Linked DNA regions of Drosophila melanogaster: all the other regions are linked to region 3. The links are chromatin contacts, called in public Hi-C and targeted proximity ligation maps. All regions are on one chromosome and are shown on one strand. The core of a region is the stretch at or near the end of the contact, and the rest is flanking DNA. Distances in the headings are between cores, read along the strand shown. Region 1 holds the start of Mes2 (Mesoderm-expressed 2). Region 2 holds the start of CG12768. Region 3 holds the start of RpL10 (Ribosomal protein L10).

The links. A called contact is a pair of places that touch in the nucleus more often than the background predicts.
Region 1: a targeted proximity ligation map of the S2 cell line shows a contact between it and region 3, with 5 times the contacts expected there. A contact is called at or near these places in 3 of 107 Hi-C or Micro-C datasets (the Kc167 cell line, the S2 cell line and ovary) and 2 of 7 datasets of targeted methods (the Kc167 cell line and the S2 cell line).
Region 2: a Hi-C map of the S2 cell line shows a contact between it and region 3, with 2.9 times the contacts expected there. A contact is called at or near these places in 5 of 107 Hi-C or Micro-C datasets (the Kc167 cell line and the S2 cell line) and 1 of 7 datasets of targeted methods (the Kc167 cell line).

What each region holds. Positions count from the first base shown.
Region 1 is chr3L:22,942,728-22,946,923 of dm6, reverse strand. Mes2 (Mesoderm-expressed 2) reads right to left here and starts at 1,267. Exons shown (of 3, transcript NM_168979.4): 1 at 984-1,267; 2 at 354-654. The coding sequence starts at 1,137. mir-9388 (mir-9388 stem loop) reads right to left here and starts at 1,808; the gene lies at 1,717-1,808.
Region 2 is chr3L:22,907,638-22,912,278 of dm6, reverse strand. It overlaps CG12768, which reads right to left and starts at 1,788. Exons shown (of 4, transcript NM_141174.3): 1 at 1,707-1,788; 2 at 46-445. The coding sequence starts at 353. lncRNA:CR45661 (long non-coding RNA:CR45661) reads right to left here and starts at 2,961. Exons shown (of 1, transcript NR_125052.1): 1 at 2,592-2,961.
Region 3 is chr3L:23,092,425-23,097,133 of dm6, reverse strand. It overlaps RpL10 (Ribosomal protein L10), which reads left to right and starts at 1,663. Exons shown (of 5, transcript NM_001275304.1): 1 at 1,663-1,697; 2 at 1,829-1,859; 3 at 1,923-2,228; 4 at 2,288-2,450; 5 at 3,256-3,944. The coding sequence starts at 1,837. The coding sequence ends at 3,420. It overlaps CkIIalpha (casein kinase IIalpha), which reads right to left and starts at 62. Exons shown (of 4, transcript NM_001300224.1): 1 at 1-62.

The DNA.
Region 1 (4,196 bases), core at 18-2,517, 150 kb after region 3:
AATAAGTGCAATACGTTCTGTAATAATTATTCGTTGATATAGAATTTCATGTACTTTACTATTCGATTATAAGAATGACTCGTATTTCTGTCAAATTTTAAATTTAAGCGCTCTTCTCTCGTGTTCTATTATTGCTTTTGCTTTTGTAAAGCCATTTGGATGAAGATCATTTTTAGTGACATGATTTGTGGTGTGGCAATAATGGGTCAAGCAGAGAATGCAAAATTCATAACGGGCTCTATATTACTGGTCAACCCCAGGAGTCGATATTGGCATGAAACTTCCTTGACGGTTTTAAATTTAAGAGAATCACCTGGTCACCAGTTCACTAAAATACTATTCCTTATACTTACTTTCGTTCTCTGATGACATCGCGCAGGAAATCCATGGCCTCATAGAGACTCCACTTGGGCTTGAAGCCATTGCCCATTAGCTTGACGTGGGCGAGTTCACGGCGGTAGGATTCCCTCAAGGACTTGAAGGCCCGTGCAACGCGACGCCCGGGAGCGTTGAACTCGCGGCCTATGTGCTCCCAGGCTCGGTTCTTTTCTTCTTCGGCGCCCTTGAAATTCGGGAGACGGGAGTCCCAGAGAATTGGATTGTCGTGCACCATTTGGATGAGCTTCAGCTTGTCGGAGGCGTTGCGCCGAACCACTGTTGGGACACAAAAATGAATGCAAATAATATAAGTCCTCGAGTCTCGACAGTCGAATATTTTAAGAAAGCACGGTACAGGCACCTCAAAACTTCTATAAGTCGAACTTTTTTAACCCAAATGTACATACATACGTATGTACGTATATGTATGTACATTGCACATAGGGTGAACCGAACTATTTGAATAGGCAATGAAGAGATAAAATAAATTCTACTGCTTGTTCGACGTATCGACTTTCGACTGCATTTTGCATAAAAATTGTACATATATACATATGTATGTACGTATGTTTGCATGAATGTGGGGAATAAATCTGTGTACGCACATTTCTTTATCTTCTGAGAGGGCATGGCAGTTGCGGCGGCCAGGGGGTGGGGCTCCAACTTGGGCTTCATGTCAAGAGCGATTGCCGCGGCGGCAGCACTCATGTCCTGCAGCGAGTGGGTGGCGGTGGGCAAACAGCCGCTCACGGGCGCCATCAGAATGTTCTGGAGGATTTGAAGGCTTGAACTGGCCAGGGCTCCACAGTACTCTTTAGTTCGGACGCGATCGCGGTCGGCTGATAACGGGGCTGCTACCCTCTCACGACCAAGTTTAAACGGCAACTAAAAACCAAGACCAGAAAATAACAACCACCGCGGCAAGCGGGCTGCGCTCAGCCGTCGTCGACGCCGAGCCGGCAGCGCAGTTGGCAGCAAGCCCGCATTCAGAGCCAAAAAATCACGCGCATTCGACATCGACATGAGAGCCAGCTATAGCTCTTTGCGCTCTCTGTCTCTCTCCGGCCGTGGCTCGCTGCCACCGTTCCCGTTATCTGATCCAGACATATAGGTCTAAAGCGCTCTCCGGGCGCTGCCTAGAGCGCGACTCGCCGGATGGAAACCCCGTTTAATCGCAATCACAAGCCACAGAAAGTAAAAGCAAGCGAAAAGCGGCGTCGCACACACACACACACACAACAGGGAGAACGCGCAGAACGAAACAACAGAAAATGTGTGTAATACAAAAATCCGTTGACGCGTTCGCATTTGGTTTTAGCAGAGGAATTGTCGAGCGTTCGTACGTACTTGCATACATATGTATGTATGTACTACATGAATGTACCATATACACATGTATGTACATACATACATACGTACCAAAATACTTGGATAGCGTTTCTTGGCAGAATACGCTGCACTTCGGCCATATCAGCTTCAATTAATATAGGGGGGTCGATTCCCGTATCGGAACAATTTCGAGGAATTTAAAGAATTCATGACTATGTACATATGTACATACATTTATTGTAAATCTCCAACGCATTAAGGTTTTAGACTAACATAATAATTATAAGTTTACTGGAGTACACACATACATATAATCTTGATCTGTCCGCCTGTCCGTTCGCATGCAAGTTAGTGCGTTCGCAAGCCTATCCAGACGCCATGAAACCGTTTATTGGCCAGGTATCCTGCTCTCAGTTGTGAAAAGGGATTTGATTTTCATTTCATTTTGTTATATAAATGTAAATTTCCATCGAAATGACAAAAAAAATCTCAAAATTCGCTGAGTAACGGGTATCTGATAGTCGAAAGTAATCGACTATTGTTCTCTCTTGTTTTAAATAAATAAGAAGAGAGAACGCACGAGTTCCCCGAATATCAAATACCTTTTACTCAGCTAGTGGAAGTGAGAACGCGAAATTTCATAATTTTTTAGGACCATCGATAGATATTGGACAAGAAGAAATGGGAGGTTTGTGGTCGTTAGAGTGGGCGTGGCATAAAGTTTTTGTAGCAAATCGATAGAATTTTACAATACTAATAAAAATGTGAAAAAAAGATATAACATATTTTTCAAATGTGTGTCCGTGACAGGTTTCTGCGGCTTACGGTCGATAGTGGGTGTGGCATAATCGATAAAAATTTATAATTAAAAAAGATGAAAAAATATCAAAACTTTTTTAAAAGTTTTTTTGCAAAACCATACACATTTGCAAGACTAATAAAACTATGAAAGAATATCAAAACAGTTTTCAAAAGTGTGGGCGTGACAGTTTTGCCCGACTTGTGGGCGTGGAAGCAAACTGGCTCTGTGTCTATGTTTCTAGAATCTGTATGCATAATCTTGACCTTCTAGTTCTTATAGCTCCTGAGATTTCGACGTTCAACGGACGGACAGGCTATTGATCCTGATCAATAATATGAATACTTTCTATCTGTTAAATACTTTTTAACGAATCTAATATACTCTTTTATACTACGAGTAACGAGTATAATTACTGGAAGATAAATAATTTTGTGTAGAATTTACGATATAAGAGCACAAATTTGTTGTTAAATGTAAAGAGGGCTAAATATACTCATCGGACGATCTGATTCCATCAATGGCTGGCTGCTTGACTTAAAGATTTATAATTTTTTTCCAGGGGGCCTGGCCATAGCTTAAGCAATGAATAGTTGAAGAAGGGTGGGTTAGTGTTCTACCACAGTGTGTTTTTGTGGACTCCGCCCGTGGCTGGCTTCGTTCGCTGCAGTTGTAGAGTCGAAGTTCAGTTCATTATCGTATTTCCCCGTTTATAGAATTTACAAATGAACATTTGGATCACACATGTTGGTCTTGCCAAGGAGTGACAGGGAGGCACCGAGAGTGTTAGAGTGAGAATGCGTTTGAGCGAATGCGTGTGTGTGAGTGGCAGCACAGATAAGACCGTCCGAGGTTGTCTATTTTGTCCCCCGATCATTTAAGCCGCTGAAATCCAGTAACTGCAATCGACAACCGCGTCGGTAGGGAAGCAAATGGCGAACAGAGAGCCAGAGAAAAATGAAAACGCTTTGTCTGTACGTAATTTATGCCTAATGAACTATTTCCGGCCAAGTGTCAATTAATGTATTCTGTTTTGGGACAACAACAAGCAGCACAACGTGCCCGCACAAACGTTGTCACGATCATTTTTCTGGCAAAACTCTGCGATCTCCGCCCTATATCAGATTCCCCACCCTCCTTACCAAGGCAATAGCTTGCTTCCGCTGCTGTCTTCTCTTATCCACAGCTACATGCATATGTATCTGGCCAGATCTGAAGATTGCCTGAGCTATTGGACCGTTTGTTCACAGAGCGCAAGGGTATACAAGGTTAGTTTATCCACAATTTACTTACATACACACAAACTTGACATAGACCTGATATCTGGATTCCATCAAATCGAAATAGACGAAAGGAATAGACGAAAGAAATATAACATAATTCTCAGATTCGGGCGTTATAGTGGTCGTGGAAACATGAGTCAACAAACTTGCGCTGCGTCTATATCTCTGGAATCTCTAAGCTTAATCTCAACCAACTTCCAACTTTTATAGTACCTGAGATCTCGACGTTCATACGGACGGACAGACGAACGGACAGGCCAGATAAACTCGGCTATTGATCCTGATCAAGAATATTTATACACCGTATATGGTCGGAAACAATTAATTCTGCATGTTACATACTTTTCAACGAATCTTGTATACCTATTTACTCTACTTGCTGTCTCTCATAGGTCTTAACTTTGATT
Region 2 (4,641 bases), core at 539-3,038, 180 kb after region 3:
TATATCATAAGGTAGTATTTTAGGGCAGGTCAAACGTCGTCTTACTTGCGTTCCCGAATGACCTCCTTGAGGAAGGCCATGGCATCGTAGTATTCCCACTTGGACTTGAAGCGCGTGGTGCCCAGCATCTTTTCGTGGTTCAGCTCGCGGCGGAAGATCTCGCGGAGCGAAGTAAACGTGCGCTGCACCCGCTCGCCATTAACGTTGAAGAGCCGCCCCAACTCGTTCCATTTGATGGCTTTTCGCTTGTCCGAACGCTTGTAGTGTGGCAGGCGGCAGTCCCAGAGGATTGGGTTGAGTCGCACGAGCTCGATGAGTCGGCGCTTCTCGATGTTGTGGCGGGAAAAGGCCATGCTCCTCCGCTCTCTGCTCTTTCAGTCGCTGTTGGCCGAAATGCAACTACCAAAAAGGCCACTGCGCATGTCCTGTGTCGCCGGATGCTGCGCTGCAAAGTAAGTATAGAAATGAGGTGAGAAAATCGTTAAAGTTGCTTGTGCTGATGGTCGCCATGTTCGTTGCATACTTTTCGGCGTATTTCTCGGGTGGGTGCTTAGGGGTTCAAAAGTGTTGACACACGCACCCACGCACCTTGGGTGCAATGACCCCAGCAGGAGGGGTGTTTTTGTTTTCGAAATCGCATACGCACAGTTAAATACAATTGATTTTCGGGAGTATGGGTCCCACTGAAACTGAGACAACAGAGGGGACAAATCAAATACGGGAAATCTGCTTATAGCAGACCCTACAAACCCCAACCCCCACCTCCCCCATCAATTAATGTATGTATTCCACTTTCCCATAAGAGGCTGTTAGTTAAACAATAATCGAATACTGTAAACATTGGCATTCTGAGAGGCTGACTCGGCAGGAAAGTATTTACATACGATTTCGTGTGCCGATCGAGGAATTTCAGCTGCTACTGTTGGTCTGCGACCGATCTGATTGTGGAGGGAACAAGACTACACAAGGATTGGTATTGGTAGGACGCCTCCTTCTCTTTGGCTGCAGCTTGAACTCATTTGCAGTGCACAGCACGCCACACACTCACTAATGGGAACACACTGGGGTCTATAAATAAACGCATGTGCTCTTTTTGGTTATTGCCACCAATTGCTTGTGATACCAACATTATTCACATTGTTCGCTCGGAATTCCTTAGATGTTCTGGTTGTTTGTCGCTTGTACTCAAAGTCGTCTGACGCCTGGAATGGAACTAAAACCTTTTGCTCACAGTTTTGTTTACTGCTGCTGATTCGCTGTTGCGTCGCTCCGGCTTCTCTTTATTAACAATATGAGCAGCAAAGTCGGGGAATTTATTTCAATTTATTTCAATTAACAACAAATGCGGCCGTTGGTGCTTTGCCATGCGGCGTAGTTGCTGCCACTTATTGGGGATGCTGTTGTTATGTGTTGTGTTGCGAGTTGCTCGAGGGCCTTGCCACAACTATTGGCTGCCACAGATTCAGATACAGATACAGATGTTCGGCAACACGGCAAAATAACCACACTCATACACGCGCCCGGCCCTGTTGTCAGTGTGAAATCGCGTATATGTATACACACATTGCCTATGCGGACAGCCGAGAGAGACGAAAACATCAAAAAACAACACGAATAGCGAACTTTGACGAAAATCTGCAGCCAAACGGGCAGCTAACTTGCGATTACTACTAGTGAACCTGTCACTATTTGGTACATCCACTTGCCACTTTTCACTTGTCACCTCTCGCTTGGCCGTTCGTTGGCTTGGCAGCTTCCTTTTAGAGAGTGCGCCGCTGCTCTCCTCGACGATTGTCACAACTGCACAGCAAACCAACTTAGTTTTCTTGCAAATTGGCGCAGCAGCACAAAGAGAGCCGGAGAGAAAGTGAGCGAATGGCGCTTTTCTTTTCTGCTCCGCTCCAGAGCGCAAAGCACGGGAGAGAGAATGAGAGCAGAGGATGCTATTGTTGTTGTTGCAGTGCCGCCTACGCTGGTGTAAACAATCGGAGGCTGCCAATCCTATGCTATTACACTACACAACAAAAGAAATTGGCATAGTGAGGGAGCCTAGAGGGCTGCGTGAATAATGTAATTATAAACTCAACTTTTTGTGTGTGTGTGGAGTGATACGAAAAGATATTTACTTGGTATCTATTTAGGACTATATTAGACATATCCTCCACTCAAACGGGACGCATTTTAAAATAAATAAAATGAAATTTAATAAAAAAATGTATATTATAGGAAACCTTTAAAGCCGTCTTCTTTAAAACACCTTGGTGGAGTACCGGTAAAATATTAGCCATCTATCTATTCATCGAAATCATTACATAAATGGCATTATATATATTCTGTTTATCTATTCTAAAATATATAACTGATAGCTGAAGAAATAGCTGAAGTTTGGAAATGTTCTAGTCACAGTGTTTCAAACTTTGTTAGGCAGTGTTATTTTCGCTGTGAAAAATATTTATCGCCGTTGCGGTTCCGTTTGTGGCAGTGACACGTTATCGCCGAGCCGTGCCCAGTGATTAATCCAAGAGTGATAGCACTAAGTGGCTTGTGAGCGCTATTTGCTTACCACCAGCCGGATAAATAATGAACGGATTGCACCCAGGATTGGCAGCACCCGGCAATGAGCGCAGTCTCCGCAAAGCAACAATTGTACGCTGAGCTGTAGCTGAAGCAACAGCTTGAGCATGAGAGTTCCGAGAGAGCAAGGGATGAAGTCGAGGTCGAGTTTTGGTAGCAAGCTGAGCTGTGGCACAGGAATGAGCGAGGGAGGAGGCAAGGGGCACAGAGGACGAACTGCGGATTAACAATGGTAGCCACTCGCTCTGCTCGCGCGCCATTCGGCATTCGGCATCTATCATCCCATTTGGCTGCACTGCTGGTGCGGATATTTAACAATGCGAACAAGCACAAACAAAAAGGCTGCGCACACACACACGCGCGCTGGCAAATATTCAATTTGCCACTGCTGCAATCAACTTTATTGCCCGCTGTTGCTGTTGCTCTTGTTTACTCGTTGTTGTCTCCCGCTTGGTCATCTAAAAAATAAGCTTTAAGAATGAACTCGTATTTATCAATCGCACCAACACAGCCATCCGTGTTTTCGCTCTCCCTTTCCTTTTTCAGCAGAACGCAGCATACCGCTTTGTCTGATTCTGATTCGACTTATCAGTATGCGTTCTCGGCGCTGATGAATCTGCAGTTGAGTCGAACGCGGTCCACAGCTTAAATTAAATCCATTACTGCAATGTAATCCGTGGTACACAAATATTTTCGGATAGGCAACAGCATGTCACGGGCGTGTCAGATTGGGATAAAATCAGCTGAGTAGGGCGACTTCGGTTCCGTTAGGGGCCAGGGAAAATTGCCTATTATTTTACGTAGTAAGAACATTCATATTGTTCTATTGATATATGTATTTGCGATTTAAGTTTAGTTTTTCAATTCACAAAAAAAACTTATAAATGTGATTCCAAGTTGTTGTGCCATCCCGGAACAGTACAAACCATTAGAAAAAATTGACCAACTTTTTTACACGACGCTTTAATGGTGTTTCCATTGCACTATGGGAAATTTACCCACTTTTTGTGCACAAAATTAACACCTTTATAAAGGAGATATTAAGATATATTAAGATAATTATACTCGTTACTCGTAGAGTAAAAGGGTATACTAGATTCGTTGAAAAGTATGTAATAGGCAGAATGAAGCGTTTCCAACCATATAAAGTATATTTTCGAGTATCGATTTTTGCCACGCCCACTCTAAAACCCTAACGTACAAAACAGCCATGCCTATATAATTTTATTAGTCTTGAAAATTTCTATTGATTTGCTAAAAAACCTTTTGCCACGCCCACTCTAACGCCCTAAAACCTACAAATCGACCAAAACGGTCACAATTTTTAAATTGTCCTCCTTTTATTCCCCAATATCTATCGATATCCCAGATATGTTCGAGGATTCACTTTTCACCCAAGTGAAGCAATTTTGGTAGTATTATGTTTGATCTTTGTGCCACAGCATTTTGGTTTGAATTCTGGTTTTCTGGATCCATGTGTTTGGAGGGCGATGCAATCGTCTAGGATGTGGGAAATTGATTTCGGTACGTATTGCATTGACGGTTGATTGGCTGGGAGAATCGATGCTCATGGGTCAGTCTGGTGTGTCCTACGTAGCCTCACGATTTTTGTGATATCTCTTTTCTTCTCTTCTCTTCTGGGTACATAATAGTTTTTACAGTGTTTGGTATCATCGGTAATGTTTTCGATAATTTGGGGTTATAGATTGGTAGGTATCAGGGAGATGAATTCCTAATCTAATTGGTTTTGTCATGTTGGCCTTTTTTTTATAAATATTTATATCGGTGCCATTATAATTTCTGACGGTTAATAGGGTTGTTGCATTGTCTTTGATGCCGATATGACTGGACATCCATAGAATTTTGAATTTAGGAACATGTTTAATGCTGATCGTTATAGAATGGTGTATTGTTTATCTTATTAATTGCTTCTATTGTGAACATGGAGTGGGAGCATATGCATCTTTTCCCTCTATTCTTTTTTTAACGTTATTTTTATTGCTTCTAAGATGGCGATGACTTCCGATGAGAATAATAAGGAGTATCTTGGGAGGACAGCTTGTTTCA
Region 3 (4,709 bases), core at 414-2,913:
GACACTGTCAAGGAATTCTTTTGTTTTCAATTTTGCTCCTATTCCGAGAAATTTCGATAACTAAACGGTACAGAATCGTCATTTACATATTTCTTTATACTCGTTGCATTTGGTTGAGAAAGTGAAGTGATCTTTGCTCCAGTTAGTTTTGAGAAATTTAGAAATGCCTGGCAGAAGATTGAGTTTATAATCACCATTTGGGAAAATCTGTCACGGAATTGTCAGAAATGTTTTCTGCATCGCGGGGAACAATTTATAACGTAATTAATCGCACAAAAACGAGGGCAGATTGGAATCAAAATGTGGAACAGGACGTAAAAATAAAATTTCCAACCGTTCAAACCGAGTTACTATGCGAAAAATTTATGAAAATCCGCAAATATCTTTAAGAACTGTTGCTAATTAGCTTAAGGAGGGCTGCGATCTGGATGTGTGACACGAAACAGTGCGCCAAGCCATACTCCGTCATAAGTACCACTCACGGGTAGCAAGAAAAAAACCGATGCTGCCGACAATTAACATCGAAAAGCGGCTTACTTTCGCTATCGAAATGCAACATCAGCCAGAAGATTACTGGAATAACGTAATTTTCTGCGACGAAACCAAGATGATGTGTTATACGACGATGGACCCAACAGAATGTGGCGTAAGGCGCTAACTGCGCTGGAGAACCGCAACCGTCAAGTTTAGCAAAATGTCGGTTATGATTTGGGTATGCATCTAGTCGAGGAGTTCGAGATTTGGCATTCATATTGATCACAATGAAAGCAGAGCATTATTTAAACATTTGAAATGCAATCTGACATCCAGCGCCATTTGGTTTTTATAAGAACAATAGACCTGATTTCAAATTCACAAAGTGAATTAGTCGATAGGCCAATTGGAAGAGACTACTATTACTGTCTGTTTTCTGTCTGTCTGTAAATTACAGAAAAATTAATAAAAAATCTTTGATATCCAATTCTGTAAGCTGCCTTCGAAATGTTCAGTTAAAAGACTAGACCATTCCAGCCTTTTGCCGATTATGTTACTACGTAAAATATCTGGTGTGCCTCAGAAAATACTCTCATTCCTACTTTGGATATCCAAAACGAGATTGGCCACCTAGTCTGATTCGGATTATCTGAGTTTGGGTCTATAATAAATGAAGCAATACAATTGTAAGCTCAATGTTTCTGCTGCTTATAACATATAAATCTTTGTAACTTTATTCTAGGATAGTAACAACTCTTAGCGGTCCGTTCGAAATGACTGCTGAAAATGGCTAAAATACAAAACCATGAAGTGTAATATATATAATGTGAATTTTTGTAAATGTTACTGTTATATTTATCTGCCCGAATACCAATGACTTAGTTATGATAAGCACAAATCTGGGTTGAAAAACATAAGGTGTGCTTATGGTTGAGGTAAGATTCTAATTTACTTATTTAGTTGTAGTTTTTTAGCTTTGACGTTTAATCGCCAAAAATATTTTTTATTCCAATAAAAATGTATCGAAGAACACGAACACATACATATTTTACAGTATGTAGATTTTAGTGAGAACAACATATAAAGCAATTCAGTTTTGATTTCAAATTGTTTCAAAACAAAGGAAAACACTTATCTCAAGTACATGATTATCGGTTTGCGACGAAACCTTTTGTGCTTCCGGTGTTCGTGTCTTCCTTTTCTCGTGTGCTTCGTTGGAAGAGGTTAGTGAGCGGTAAATGATCTTTGGAAATCTAATATGTTTCATGTTTATAGAAGTTTATATTATCTTACCAAGTTTCTGTTTTGTGCTGTGATGTTAGCATATATTTTATTTATTTGTTTTATTTTTCAGGAGTCGAAATGGGCCGACGACCAGCTAGATGGTAAGCAAATCAGTAATTTTGTATGAACTGTCCGTTTAGTAAAACTCTTATTTCATCCTCCAGCTACCGCTATTGCAAAAATAAGCCGTACCCTAAATCTCGGTTTTGCCGTGGTGTCCCTGATCCAAAAATTCGTATATTTGATTTGGGAAGAAAAAAAGCTACAGTTGAGGATTTTCCCCTGTGTGTTCATTTGGTTTCTGATGAATACGAACAGCTGAGTAGTGAAGCTTTGGAAGCTGGACGCATTTGTTGCAACAAGTACTTGGTGAAGTACTGCGGTAAGGACCAGTTCCACATCAGAATGCGCCTGCATCCATTCCACGTCATTCGCATCAACAAAATGTTGTCGTGCGCTGGAGCTGATAGGTAAATAATATTTCATATCTGTGTTAACTACTGTATTCTTATGACCTCTTTTGCACTAGGCTTCAAACTGGAATGCGAGGAGCGTTTGGAAAACCGCAGGGCACGGTTGCTCGAGTTCGTATTGGTCAACCCATTATGTCTGTCCGCTCTAGCGATCGTTACAAGGCTCAAGTTATTGAAGCTTTGCGGCGTGCTAAGTTTAAGTTCCCTGGACGTCAAAAGGCAAGTATAGCGAGTCACTTACAATAGTATTTAACCCAATAGTATATTAACCCATTTTTTCAAACATCGAAGTCTGAACAAACCACATGGAAAATTAGTAATCGCTTTTATTTCATGTCATGGGCGAGGCTATTCTAATATCGCCACAGTTAATTTGTTGGGAATGAGCTAAAAATAATATTACTAGCGAACCTAAATCAATATCTAAAGAACTTTAAAATAGTATTATAAATTATTTATAACTATATACCTCATTTAAAAGAAAAAAGTGTTGAATCTTAAACTTCTTATTTTCGTTCAAATTGGTGACAAGATTTTGGGTAACACGTCGAAATCGGCGTTAACTAAGGCAAAGATTTTATGATTGCTAGTGTAACCCGCAAGACCCTCGACAAAAATTTAATGCATTTCGCTAGGGATAAAAAGGAGAAATGTGGAATCTTCCGCGCTTGTCGAGCATACGCTTAGGTCTTTGTTGCAAGCTGATAACCACTCGATACTTCCTACTATTTTTCTTAACTTAATTATTTCCGTTTCCGCTAAACTCTCCTAGTAGGTATAAAAAAAGCATTAAAGGATGTTTATTCTTTAGTCCGTTAGCGGTCATTTGGTAAGACTACGACTATGGTTCGTGCAGGTAAAGAATTTTGAAGACGGTTTTGGAAAATCGTATTTTGGTCCATTAGGTACATTTGTTTAAATTTTTAAGCTTCGGTGCGCACGAACTTAAGATGGTTTACAGAAATTACGAAAAACTAAGAAAACAGATTTTGTAAAACAATGTTTTTCTTAAATATATTTTTAGATCTATGTTTCAAAGAAGTGGGGATTCACCAAATACGAACGTGAGCGTTATGAAGAACTTCGCGATGACAACCGCCTTGAGCCTGATGGTTGCAATGTGAAATACCGCCCAGAGCATGGCCCGATTGCCGCATGGGAAAAAGCTCAGCGTGATGTTTATGCTTAATAACACATTGAAATAAAATGTCACTTAAAGTTTCGTAACTCAGAAACAATATACAAAATTACCATTTCCTGAGCACATATATATATGCGTTGCTTTTTGGTAGGAAGCTCAGAATGCCCTTTGTATTGTTTTAACTTTATTATTTCGCAGCAGCAGATTTGCTTTCGTAGAAAGAAAAAAAGAAAGATTGTTTTAAGCGTGTAGAAAAGGTTAATTAGATTAAAAGCAAATTGAAGGTAATACGGGTCCGACTAGAATGGGTACTCCTTTTCTCGTTTTTATTGCGTTTCTATATACATAATTATATACAATTTTATACATCTTTTTACAATCTCAAGCAACAACACGATTGTAGGTATTCTCTGTCGATTCGGAAACATTTTATTACCCAGTAATTTGGAATTTATTTTTTGAGTCTCTAATTTCTTTGGAAACCAATTAACCAAAGACAGTTTCAAAATATACGAGCGTGATCTACATTTCAAAACGGGCGCTCTAAAAGTATCCAACTTAAATTGTATTTGAAGAATACCCACATAATGTTGCAATATAAATTCCTATTTGATTTCATGCCTCTTCAAACAAGCACAAACATTGTAATATAGTGGAACGTGTGTGGGCTCGTATCAAGCTCTGTATTAAATTCGGGCGGAGATATTAAAGCGTGCCTAGCAAAAGCTGCATCCGCACTCAAGCTTCGCTGACGCCATTTCTTTCACTGTTCGCTGAAGGCAAAGCTAACTGGCTGGACTTTTATTCTATGTTCACGACGATAATAGATAGCCATTCTGGCCTTATCGATGGTAGCATCATAAGGAAGCCGCCGACCTTTGGGAATCCAGTTAGGCGATCTGGCCGTTAATGTAGTACCGTTTCGCTCCGGAATTATCAAATGGCCAAAATTATGTCGAATGACCCAAGGCGGAGAGGATTGGTAATATGGCGGTGAGCATGAAATGCAAATCAGATCAGAAATGGCAGCTGAGTTTGAAAGTTTAGTCTCGCGCAAAGATATTTATTTATAGATTTGTCCTGTCCCTAAAATGACCGTTGTGGCAATATAAAATTGCTGTACTTCATCCAATGCTAGATGGGAGAAGCATCTTTAAGAATTCAATTCCAAGCATGGGAATCCATGGCATCATTCTGGAGCAGCGATCCAGAATGTGGAGCTCGCCATGGCAAGCTATGCGCCAGGCAATCAGGTGGCAAGTAACAAAAAATCTGATTTGCGTAGGTCCCCGCCCTTCTTGAAATGATTCCGGACGTTAAATATATATTTGCCAGAG